Regions from separate parts of the Macaca mulatta genome. Here regions 1 and 3 are each linked to region 2. A link is a contact called in public Hi-C data. All regions are on one chromosome and are shown on one strand. The core of a region is the stretch at or near the end of the contact, and the rest is flanking DNA. Distances in the headings are between cores, read along the strand shown.

Region 1 (3,868 bases), core at 526-3,025, 35 kb before region 2:
GAAATTGAGGCCAGGTCTCCCGGCAGACCCACCCCACAGGACGACCAAGCAGGGCTTCACAGAGGAGTTGAGGTTTAGGTTTATATCTGTTGTTGAAAACCCGGTGAGCAAAAGACTGTGGAAAAAACACACGGAAAAGACAGGCGAAGGTGTGAGCTGGCTAGTGACAGAGAAGGGGGAACCCGTGGGGTCACTCCTTGACCCCACGCAGGACACTTAGACATCCACAGTGCCGGGGGAGAGGCCCCAGACGGGGCAGAAGACCCTTCCCCGGCCCTGGGGAACCCAAGATTTCCGAGAGTAAACGGACCTGTGCAAAAACCCACAAGGGAGACCAGTGGCCTGTGCCGGGCACTGCAAGGCCGCCCCGACCCCGACCTCACATGGGTCTCGGAGGCTTCAGGGACCCACCGGGCCGCGCGCCCCCCACCATCCCAGGTCTACCGCAGGGGAATCCTCCAGGCTTGCGAGCGCTTCCTAGGGCAGGAAAGCTTGTGCTGCAGCCCCGCCGCCCTCTCCCGGCGCGTAGCCCCCTCCCCGAGCCTTCGGGCCACGCAGCCAGGCCCGCGATCCCAGGGCGGCCCATGGGGGTCGGCGCCGCCGGATCCCGCGCCGCGCCGAAGCCTGCAGCGCCCCGCGGTCGCCGTCTCTTGCACTGGTCAGGATGAATAGAGCCTGACAAAACCTGAGTTAATTGGCCGAGCGAATGTCCTTCGCGTCAGGAGAACACACCCGGAGAAGCCGAGGGAAATGTGGAGCAGGAGCAGCCAAAGTGGCCCATCGGCTCTCGAGCAGGGTTTGCGCGTCGCGGTCGCAAAGCTCCGTGAGTGCAGGCACCGCGGCACAAGCGCTGCCCCGGAGCTCCAGGAGGCGGCGGCGGGCTGGGCGTTCGCGATCCTGGAGAAACGACCGCGGGGCGTTGGGAGCATTTTGTTAAAAAGCCGGGAAGCTCAGGGCCGGTGTGGCCTTCGTTCTGGGCTGAGAACCCGAACTTTGGGCAGCTTCCTTTCCTTGCCTTTGGGAGTCCGTCTTCTTCAGCTCTGTGAGGCCCCAGCAGGTTCCTTTAGCGGGAGAAGTCAGTGGTCATGGCTGGATGAGATTGTGGTATTAGAGGGCTGTCAGCAACACCTTATCACAGCGGAGCCTTCGATAGCTCAGTTGGTAGAGCGGAGGACTGTAGTGGATGGAACTGTGGTAATCCTTAGGTCGCTGGTTCGATTCCGGCTCGAAGGACTTCGTGTACCATTTTTAGCCTCAATTTAATTAAATTGTCTCAAAGGGAAAGGCTTAGAGGCCTCCTGTGACTTAGCATGAGTACTGCTCTTAGACCAAAGGACTCACAGTAGTATGTAGTATACGGTAACGCTCTTTGTGCGTTCAGTGTAAATGTGGTAACGTGTTTTAGAATAAGGTTTTCTGCTTAAGCACACAATTATATGCCTGACTTTTAGAATCTTGCATATGGATGATACTATGCTAAATAAATGTCCTGAACTGCGGTTGATCCGCTGGTCAGTGAACTGTGCAGTGAACCTGTAAGGCAAAGGGAAAGAAACCAGCAGCAGGCGGGGGATTAGCTCAAATGGTAGAGCGCTCGCTTAGCATGCGAGAGGTAGCGGGATCGATGCCCGCATCCTCCACTTCGCATTTTGCGTCTCTCACACTAGAGAACACAAAATGGAGGGATCCCCAGCGCAATGGGCAAGGTGTTTCATTTTAGAGATACAAGACTGTTAAGCGATAAGGAGCTTCACACGATGTTTTTATTTCGCAGTTGAGTCCCAGTTTCTGCCACTTTATCTTTCCCGCCTCCTGGCAGGCAGGCCGTTAACCGTCTTCCGGGAAGACGCCGCTAGAATCCTCCGGCCGCGCCTGGCCGCCAGTCCCCAAACGACACTCGCTCAGGTACCCACTAACGTGCGAGGAACCCTGCGAGCTGACCAATGGTAGTGAGCTTTACTGGGCGGGTCGCCAGCTGCAGCCGCGGCCAATAGGCGAGAGACTTCTTGTTTCCTGGCAGAGCGGGGTCCCGGCACCGCGGCGCTCGGGTGTTTTTGGGGGCCCGGGTGGAGGGCCCGGGTGCCGGGGCCCGAGGTGCGGCCTCGCTAGCGGGAGAGGGAGCGGGATCACCGGCCCGGAGAGAGGTGAGGGGCTCTGCGCGGACTACGGGCCTCGCCAGCCCCGGCCCCGCCAGCCCCGGCCCCGCCCCCTTCTCTCAGCCCCTTCAGCCCAAGCCCTTCGAAGGCCACCCCGCCCCCGCCCCCCTCCCCCGCCCTGGCTTCCGCGGTGCCAACCCCGCGCAGCTCCGTGGCCTCACCTCTGACTCCTAGGCCCTCCCTGCCCAACCCCCTGCCGCGGGAGGTCGTCTCGACCCCTCCCATGCCTCCCAGTCCCACCCTGCCCAGGACAAGCCCGCTCGGTGTGAACGGTTCCCCGCGAGTCGAGGGTGGAGAAGCCAGCCTCCTGCCCCCGAGTGGTACTCTAGCAGCCCACCTCTTTTAGGGGTGCTCAGAACACCCATTACTCATCCACAACTACTAGGGTAGCTTTCGCAGGGTGCAGTGCTTACGGGGCGGAAGGGTTTGGAAACATCCCCATGCCCTGGCTGGAATGGAGCTCCTGTCGCTAGGTGAGCCCAGTAGCCTTTGGCTTGGCAGAGGCCACGCTGTTATAATTTTCCTCCATACTAGGCATAAGGTAGTAACAAAAAAGGAAGAACCAGCCCTTACAGGGCTCAGGGGAGCAACACGAGAATGTCCGCTCAGTACTTGAGGACAGAGGCTGGAGAGAGGACTACCCATTTACACTCAGAACCTCCGTTCCTCTCTCTGCTCTGTGCTGGAGAGTGCAGAGCCAGAGATCCAGAACGGCCCATCTCTAAAGGTGGCCATGTATGGTGGTGAGTGTATCTTGGCTAGGTTTGGGAAATCCGACCTCTCTGATTATATTCTCTAATCTTTGGGCTGCAAAGCAGCTGAGAGTTTAGTATTTTTCAACATAGTTAAGCCACTGTGTTTTATTTGGGAACAGCCAAGCTAAAGTAAAATGTGGTCCCTTTAGGTCATTTACAACCCTTAGTGTTGAAGTACAGAGTGCTGCTCTCTCTTGGCCTTTGCTGGAAGACCACTTCTGTGTTTTCTAAGATGGAGAGAGCCTTTTGTTTCATAGGGCACTCCCTAAGAATAGCTCTTATTTATCCAGAGATACCCAGAAAACTCTTCCCTTTCCTCTTTAACCTAACCCTGTTTTTCCCCAGCTCTCAGGGCCAGAGCGGGGCAAGAGGATGCTTTCCCAGCCCCACCATGGAGCTGCGCTGTGGGGGATTGCTGTTCAGTTCTCGCTTTGATTCAGGGAATCTAGCCCACGTGGAGAAGGTGGAATCTTTGTCCATTGATGGGGAAGGGGTAGGAGGTGGGGCGTCAGCCCTGACCAGTGGCATTGCCTCTTCCCCTGACTATGAATTCAATGTGTGGACCCGACCAGACTGTGCTGAAACGGAATTTGAGAATGGGAACAGGTATATGGAACGAAATGGAGGGTGGAAGAAGGCTCCAAACCCATGCTTCAGTTAGCCCTGTGCCTTACCTGTTCATAGCAGCATGCTACCTGTCCTCTTCTGACCCGTCCTCCCTCCTTTCTGCTTGCCAAATAGCCCTGTCCCAGTTTGGCTGGCTCCAGCTCTCCCACAGATCCTATCTCCAACCCTTCCACATACCTCTCTCTTACTCTGGTCCTCAGGTCATGGTTCTACTTCAGCGTCCGGGGAGGAACACCAGGAAAACTCATCAAGATCAACATTATGAACATGAACAAGCAGAGCAAGCTGTATTCCCAGGGCATGGCCCCCTTTGTGCGCACACTGCCCACC
Region 2 (3,487 bases), core at 264-2,763:
CCCCTGTGCCCCGAGTGGCATTTTCAGCTGCCCTGAGTTTGCCCCGGTCTGAACCAGGCACGGTCCCCTTCGACAGAGTCCTGCTCAATGATGGAGGCTATTATGATCCAGAGACAGGTAGGCCTGGGAGGGGCTGGGTTGAACAGTTGGAGAAATGGGTAAGGTGTGCAGTGTTATCTTCCCATTCTTGCCTCTTCCGACAGTGTGAATCTTTTCATTCTCTGATTTGGGGAGACCTCGGCTCTTTCTTCATTTATTCATTCTCAGCCAGTGGGGAGAAGTAGTAGTCATTCATTCATTCATTCATTCAGCAGATCTCTACTGGGGTCTGCTCCTGCCCAGGCACTGTTTTAAGGGCTGGGGATGCATAGTGAACAAAGCCCCAAGTTCCCTGCTGCTTGCATTCCAGTGAGGGGAAAAGACCCAGCGGGTCCCTCCAGAGTCCAGGAGTTCTGGTGCGCTCCCCGGAGCTTCCCTGGCCCCCCTGACTGCTATCCTTGTTCCCAGGCGTGTTCACAGCGCCACTGGCCGGACGCTACTTGCTGAGCGCGGTGCTGACTGGGCACCGGCACGAGAAAGTGGAGGCCGTGCTGTCCCGCTCCAACCAGGGCGTGGCCCGCGTAGACTCCGGCGGCTACGAGCCCGAGGGCCTGGAGAATAAGCCGGTGGCCGAGAGCCAGCCCAGCCCGGGCACCCTGGGCGTCTTCAGCCTCATCCTGCCGCTGCAGGCCGGGGACACGGTCTGCGTCGACTTGGTCATGGGGCAGCTGGCGCACTCGGAGGAGCCGCTCACCATCTTCAGCGGGGCCCTGCTCTATGGGGACCCAGAGCTTGAACACGCGTAGACTGGGGTCCCGCCCGACGTGTCTACGCCGGCTGAAGAGACAGCGGGGGCGGCAGGCTCCCGGGGTCCCGCCTGGGACGCAGCACCCAGCCCTGGGCGAGCGCCGCACCCGGGCCCGCAGCGGCACCGCGCCCAGAGGGGCCTCTCCCCAGGCCCGGGGCGCGCCGGCTCAGGGAGGCCCGGGGCCGCCCATGGAGACTTTTGGCCTGGCGCGATACCTCCGGAACCCCTCCAGGGCCGGCCTGCGGAAGAGCCGATCCTCGCACCCTCCGCTCCCTCCAGTGGCCCTCCAGGCAGAGTCCCTGGGGCTCCAGGCTCCCCCGCGCGGGCGCCGCCCACCGCCGTACTAAACGATCCAGGAATAAAGACACTTGGTTTTTCTAAAAAAAACTAAACGAACCGTTCTGCTCCGGTACGGGGTCGGGGGCTGCCAGGCGTGCACAGGGCACGGGGCGGGAGAGACCGTGGCCTCCGGAGGGAACCCCGGGTACCGCACTGCGCTCGCCGCCTCCGCCCGGCTCGGGGCTGCTGGCGGTTGGCTCAGGCAGCAAGCGGCGCCTGCCCCGCTTCTGCGACATCTCCCTAGCGTCCCGCCCATTTCGCCGGCGTCCGCCAGGGGGCGCTCGGCGTTCCCGCCACGTGAGGCTGCCGCCCACCCGGCGGGTCCCGCTGCTCCGCGGCGGAGGCGTGGCCTCGGCTGGGACTAACCCGGGCGGGGCCGGGCAGCCGCGACCACGGTCTTCAGGCAGGGCTGCAGATGCAGGCCCAGCTCTACCTCGCGGGCCCAGGGTCGGGAGTCCGAGACGCAGGTGCAGCAGAGGGCGGGGCACGTAGCGCATTTCCAGCGCATTTTCTCTTTGCATTCTCGAGATCGCTTAGCCGCGCTTTAGAAAGGTTTGCATCAGCTCCGAGTCCATCTGACAAGCGAGGAAACTGAGGCTGAGAAGTGGGAGGCGTTGCCATCTGCAGGCCCAGGCAACCTGCTACGGGAAGACCGGGGGCCAAGACCTCCGGGTTGGCTTTCCCAGGCCAGCTTGGGTCTTCGGGTGTCGGGAGCAAAGGCCCAGCTCCTTTCGTTTCCTGCACCCCTCGCCGCTGCAGGTGGCTCCCTGGAGGAGGAGCTCCCACGCGGAGGAGGAGCCAGGGCAGCTGGGAGCGAGGACACCATCCTCCTGGATAACAGGCAGAGGCCGGGAGGAACCCGTCAGTCGGGCGGGCAGGAAGCTCTGGGATCAGCCTCATGGAAGAGAAGCAGATCCTGTGCGTGGGGCTAGTGGTGCTGGACGTCATCAGCCTGGTGGACAAGTACCCTAAGGAGGACTCAGAGATAAGGTAGGGGCGCCCAGGTCCCCTAGGGGACCCCAGCGGCTGCTGCAGTCCAGCATTTGTGCCAGCGACCGAGGCTGCAGAGACCCCGCAGTGAGGCCCTGAGAGCCCAGCTTCAAGGCCGGACCGGCGCCCTCTACCCGGGAGTCCTGGGGGGGCTCCCAGTATGAGAGAAGAGAGGAAGGAATGAGGTCTTTAATAAGACGACCCAGGATTTAATAGCATTGTGTTAGCCAATTTCCATTTCAACTTAGGGACGGTGTCAGGCATCAGGATCCCCATTTTACTGATAAGCAAGTATAGATTCAGAGACGAAGGGGCTTATCCAGGGGCACACAGCTACCAAGGTGCAGGACCCGTTTCCTGCTTCTGCTGCTTCTTTTTAAACCCACTTGCCTCTCATCAACATTTACTTCTAACTTATTTATCACACATATCTCGCACCTATTCCTGAGAAAGATTTGAGGTAGTTTACAGTAAAAAGTATGTACAGTTACACTGTTGCAGAACATTTAAGACCGTGGTATTTGAGCTTTGACTATAGCTCAGAGCTTGCTGGTACTGGAGGCAAACATGAGATGTCATGGTTTATGTATGGATAGAACTGATTCATGAGCCCCAGCAAGCTTTTTCCTGGTGCTAAATTCCAAGAGGAGTTTACCAGAAGTCCTCTTCACAAAGGTCAGTGAACACTGTTTAGTAGTGGAAACATCCTTCTCAGTTGTCTGCTGGAAACTGAAGTCACTTGTTGGTTCTTTTTTTTTTTTTTGAGACAGGGTTTCATTGTGTCCTCCAGGCTGGAGTGCAGTGGCGGCGCAACCATGCTCACTGCAGCCTTGACCTCCCAGACTCAAGTGATCCTCCCACCTCAGCCTCCTGAGTAGCTGGGACTACACACGCACGTCACCGTCAGAGCTGTATTTTAAATTTTGTGTAGGGATGGTTTCTCACTATGTTGATCAGGGTGGTCTTGAGCTCCTGGGCTCAAGCAGTCCTCCTGCCTTGACCTCTCAAAGTGCTGGGATTACAGGCGTGAGCCACTGCATCCAGCTGATTTGTTGGTTCTTTTTCTTTTTGAGATGGAGTCTCGCTCTGTTGCCCAGGATGGAATGCAGTGGCACGATCTTGGCTCACTGCAACCTCCGCCTCCTGGATTCAAGCAATTCTCCTGCCTCAACCTCCTGGGTAGCTGGGATTACAGGCATATGCCATCATGCCCGGCTTTTTGTTTGTTTGTTTGCTTTTGGTTTTTTTTTTGTAGAGACAGGGGTTTTCTTTGTAGAGACATGTTGGCCATGCTGGTCTCAAACTCCTGAC
Region 3 (3,506 bases), core at 64-2,563, 53 kb before region 2:
TAACACCCTCCACATGGATGTCTGAGCAGGAACCTGTCTGCAAATGCCTCAAGTCTGGGGCTCTCCATCGCTTCCCTGACACATCTGGAACTTGGGACTGACTCTTGTGGTGGGAGGCAGAGCCTGTTCTTTCCCATTGCCTGGAAGGGGAAACCCGGCCCTAGCTGTCCCAGACCCCCAAACTTTTCTCAGCCTCCATGAGAAGAACTCGGAGGCCAGGAGCAGTGGCTCACTCCTGTAATCCCAGCACTTTGGGAGGCTGAGGAGGGTGGATCACTGAGCCCAGGAGTTTGAGATCAGCCTGGGCAACACAGCAAAACCCTGTCTCTACAAAAAATACCAAAGATTAGCCGGGCGTGGTGGTGGGTCAGGTGATCCGTGGCGGTGGATCAACCGAGCCCTGGAAGTCGAGGCTGCGGTGAGTTGTGATCGTGCCACTGAACTCCAGCCTGGGTGACAAAGCAAGATCCTGTCTCAAAAAATAAAAATAAAAATAAAAGAAGTATTCTCCATTCTCCACTTCCTACCCCAGCTCCCCAACACTCTGCCCTTTCCTCAAGCCTCCATCCTCTTCCTTGTTCTTTGGCAATAGATTTGTATAGCCCATTAAACCCGAAGTTTAATCACTAGCAGCAGTAAAGCCAGCACTTTCCTAGAAGAAAGGAAGCATTCAATCTTCAAACTCTCCCCAGAGATGAGGAGCACTACTTCCATCCCATCCTTCCAGCTGTACCAGAAAGGAAAGAAAAGCAGTGGCTGGGCGCCGCAGCTCACGCCTGTAATCCCAGGACTTTGGGAGGCCGAGGCGGGTGGATCACTTTAGGTCAGGAGTTCGAGACCAGCCTAGCCACCATGGCGAAACCCCGTCTCTACCAAAAATACAAAAATTAGCTGGGCGTGGCGGCGGGAGCCTGTAGTCCCAGCTACTCGGGAGGCTGAGGCACGAGAGTCGCTTAAACCTGGGAGGCGGAGGTTACAGTGAGCTGGGGTCGCGCTACTGCATTCCAGCCTGGGCATTCCAGCCTGGGCGACAGAGCGAGACCCTGTCAATCAATCGATCAATCAATTGATCAATAAAGGAAACAAAAACAGAAACAGTTCTACCAAGTCTCTCGATGCCGTGGCGTTCACATCGGCGCTCAGTGAACGTTCTCAGAAGGGAATCTCCTCTCCTTCCGGCCTCTTCGCCTGGACGGGGACCGCAGGCTGCCACGGGAGCCTCTTCCAGTCGCTCCTCGCCCGAAAGAGCCCGGCCCAGGAGAGGGACTACAAGTCCCAGGCTGCCTTGCGGCGGGCGCTGGGCGCCGGGCGCGCGGTCCTGCGAGGAGACGTGGCAGAGTGCGGCGCGCCAGCGCCGGGCCGGAAAGCAGGGGAAGTGGCCGAGGCGGGAGGGCTCCGAGCCATGGCGGCCAAGACGGCGGGCGTGGGGCGCTGGGAGGTGGTGAAGAAGGGCCGGCGGCCTGGGGCCGGCGCTGGCGGCCGAGGCGGCGGCGGGAACCGCCGGGCGCTCGGGGAAGCAAATGGAGTGTGGAAATACGACCTGACCCGTGAGTACCCACCCTGCCTGGCGCGTACCCAGGGCCTGTCCGGCAGGGTCGCAGCGAGCCGCTCCCAGAACCTGGGCGCGAGCTCGCAGGCACATCCCGGAGCGCCACCCTTGCTTTGTCTTTTTGGAGCCTTACGGGAGGCGGACAGCTCCAGGGGAGGTTGCGGTCCTTACCTCCCAGATGAGTAAACTGAGGCCCAGTGAAGTTGGACACCCTGGCCAGGGTCATGTGTCAGAGGGGCCAGGATTCCGGTCCTCAGACTCTCAGTTCACTGCACACACTCTCCCAGCTGCCCAGGAACCTAGCCGGCCTCCCTGGGCAGGTGTCTGAGCTGGGAAGAGGCACTCTGGATCATTATACACAGTGCCCCCTCTTTAAGTAACCAGTCATGGAGGAAGGGACAGGAGGCCAAGCAGTGGGAGAAATGAGTGCCACACACTCAACACTCACCAGGAATTATAAGTGACACCTGGTTCTTCCACTGAGGAGTGGAGAAAGATTGCCACTTGTTGATTATAGAGTTGTCATGTCGGAACCAAGAGGCGTTAGGGTAGGACCAAGATGGAAAAAGCCTGCCTTTCCAGACTAGTAGCCACTCACCGAATAAGGCAGACCTCTATATCCAGCCTCTCTGCTTGTTCCTACATACTCTGATTTGTCTAATAAAGAACTGCCCCATCTTTATGAAAGAGCCCATAGACTCAAGAGCTGTAACGAAAGAAACTACCAGGAGAACACCCTGCCCTGCTCTTTAAGCAGCCCAAGAGGAAGGGGCTTTGAGACAGGCTCTTCCCTGGAGATTAATTAGGTGGCAGTGTGGGGAAAGGGACCACTGATAGGTGAGGCCTTGGGGACTCAAGGGTGGCCTGCCTTTCTCTACCTATCTTCACCTCAGCTCCAATCCAGACCACAAGCACCCTTTATGAGCGGGGCTTTGAGAATATCATGAAGCGGCAGAATAAGGAGCAGGTCCCACCCCCTGCTGTGGAGCCTAAGAAACCAGGGAACAAGAAGCAGCCAAAGAAGGTGGCAACTCTTCCCAACCAAAACCAGAAGCAGGGCCGCTTCCGCAGCCTGGAGGAAGCACTGAAAGCTGTGAGTGTGCCTAGACATGACACGCAGAAAGAATGGGGGCTTGAGATGTAGAGAAGATGAGAGGAGGAGGCGGATGGACAGCTGAGATCCTATGAAATTGGAGGAACACTTAAGGGTTGAGAGCAGGAGTTCAGGAGAAGATGGAAACCCCAGGGGAACAGAATGCCTGCAGCTAGAATAGAAAGGAAATGGAAAATTTATAGGGAAACATGGATTGGTAAGAGGAAAGCCTTGAAGACCCAGGAACACCAGGGAGGAGATGGAGAAACTGGTTATGATTCTCTGTCCTGTGGAAATACTGATCTTTCATTTTCTATCTTGTCCTCTGTTTTCCTTTTTTTTTTTTTTTTTTTTTTTTTGAGATAGAATCTCCCTCTGTCGCCCAGGCTGGAGTGCAGTGGCGTGATCTCAGCTCACTGCAACCTCTGTCTCCTGCCTCAGCCTCCCAAGTAGCTGGGATTACAGGTGCGTGCCACCACGCCTGGCTAATTTTTGTATTTTTAGTAGAGACGGGGTTTCACTGTGTTGGCCAGGCTGGTCTCAAACTCCTGACCTTAGGTGATCCACCCACTTTGGCCTCCCAAAGTGCTGGGATTACAGGTGTGAGCCACTGCGCCTGGCCCTCTGTTTTCCTCTTAAACATGTGGAGAGCCTGAGAGGATAGGGCCTTGAGATCAGCATTTTCAGCTGTCCTGTTCCATACTTAAAGATGTGGGTGCAGCAGAATTGCAGCATTCCATGTTCTTATGCTTAAAAACGGAAACCCTTCTTCCTGCTGCCACCTAGTTCAACCATTTTCCCACCCCTACCCCACTTCTTTACTCCCTCACTCACAACTCGCCATGGTGGGGGGTTGGGGGATTG

The links. Hi-C and Micro-C count contacts between places; a contact is called where the count stands out from the background.
Region 1: a Hi-C map of liver shows a contact between it and region 2, with 2.1 times the contacts expected there. The contact joins the promoter of AGBL5 here to the promoter of KHK in region 2. A contact is called at or near these places in 4 of 14 Hi-C or Micro-C datasets (CD4 T cells, blood, fetal cortex germinal zone and 1 more).
Region 3: a Hi-C map of cortical neurons shows a contact between it and region 2, with 4 times the contacts expected there. The contact joins the promoter of TMEM214 here to the promoter of KHK in region 2. A contact is called at or near these places in 4 of 14 Hi-C or Micro-C datasets (CD4 T cells, blood, cortical neurons and 1 more).

What each region holds. Positions count from the first base shown.
Region 1 is chr13:97,947,014-97,950,881 of T2T-MMU8v2.0, reverse strand. It overlaps AGBL5 (AGBL carboxypeptidase 5), which reads left to right and starts at 1,775. Exons shown (of 16, transcript XR_003721820.2): 1 at 1,775-1,905; 2 at 3,257-3,517; 3 at 3,739-3,868. It overlaps TRNAA-AGC (transfer RNA alanine (anticodon AGC)), which reads left to right and starts at 1,568; the gene lies at 1,568-1,640. TRNAY-GUA (transfer RNA tyrosine (anticodon GUA)) reads left to right here and starts at 1,144; the gene lies at 1,144-1,233. LOC144333855 (a long non-coding RNA gene) reads right to left here and starts at 422. Exons shown (of 3, transcript XR_013402950.1): 1 at 384-422; 2 at 1-115.
Region 2 is chr13:97,912,500-97,915,986 of T2T-MMU8v2.0, reverse strand. It overlaps KHK (ketohexokinase), which reads left to right and starts at 1,513. Exons shown (of 8, transcript XM_077959977.1): 1 at 1,513-2,176. The coding sequence starts at 2,085. EMILIN1 (elastin microfibril interfacer 1) reads left to right here. Exons shown (of 8, transcript NM_001260908.1): 7 at 1-117; 8 at 508-1,204. The coding sequence ends at 845.
Region 3 is chr13:97,965,647-97,969,152 of T2T-MMU8v2.0, reverse strand. TMEM214 (transmembrane protein 214) reads left to right here and starts at 1,313. Exons shown (of 16, transcript XM_077959939.1): 1 at 1,313-1,547; 2 at 2,443-2,642. The coding sequence starts at 1,403.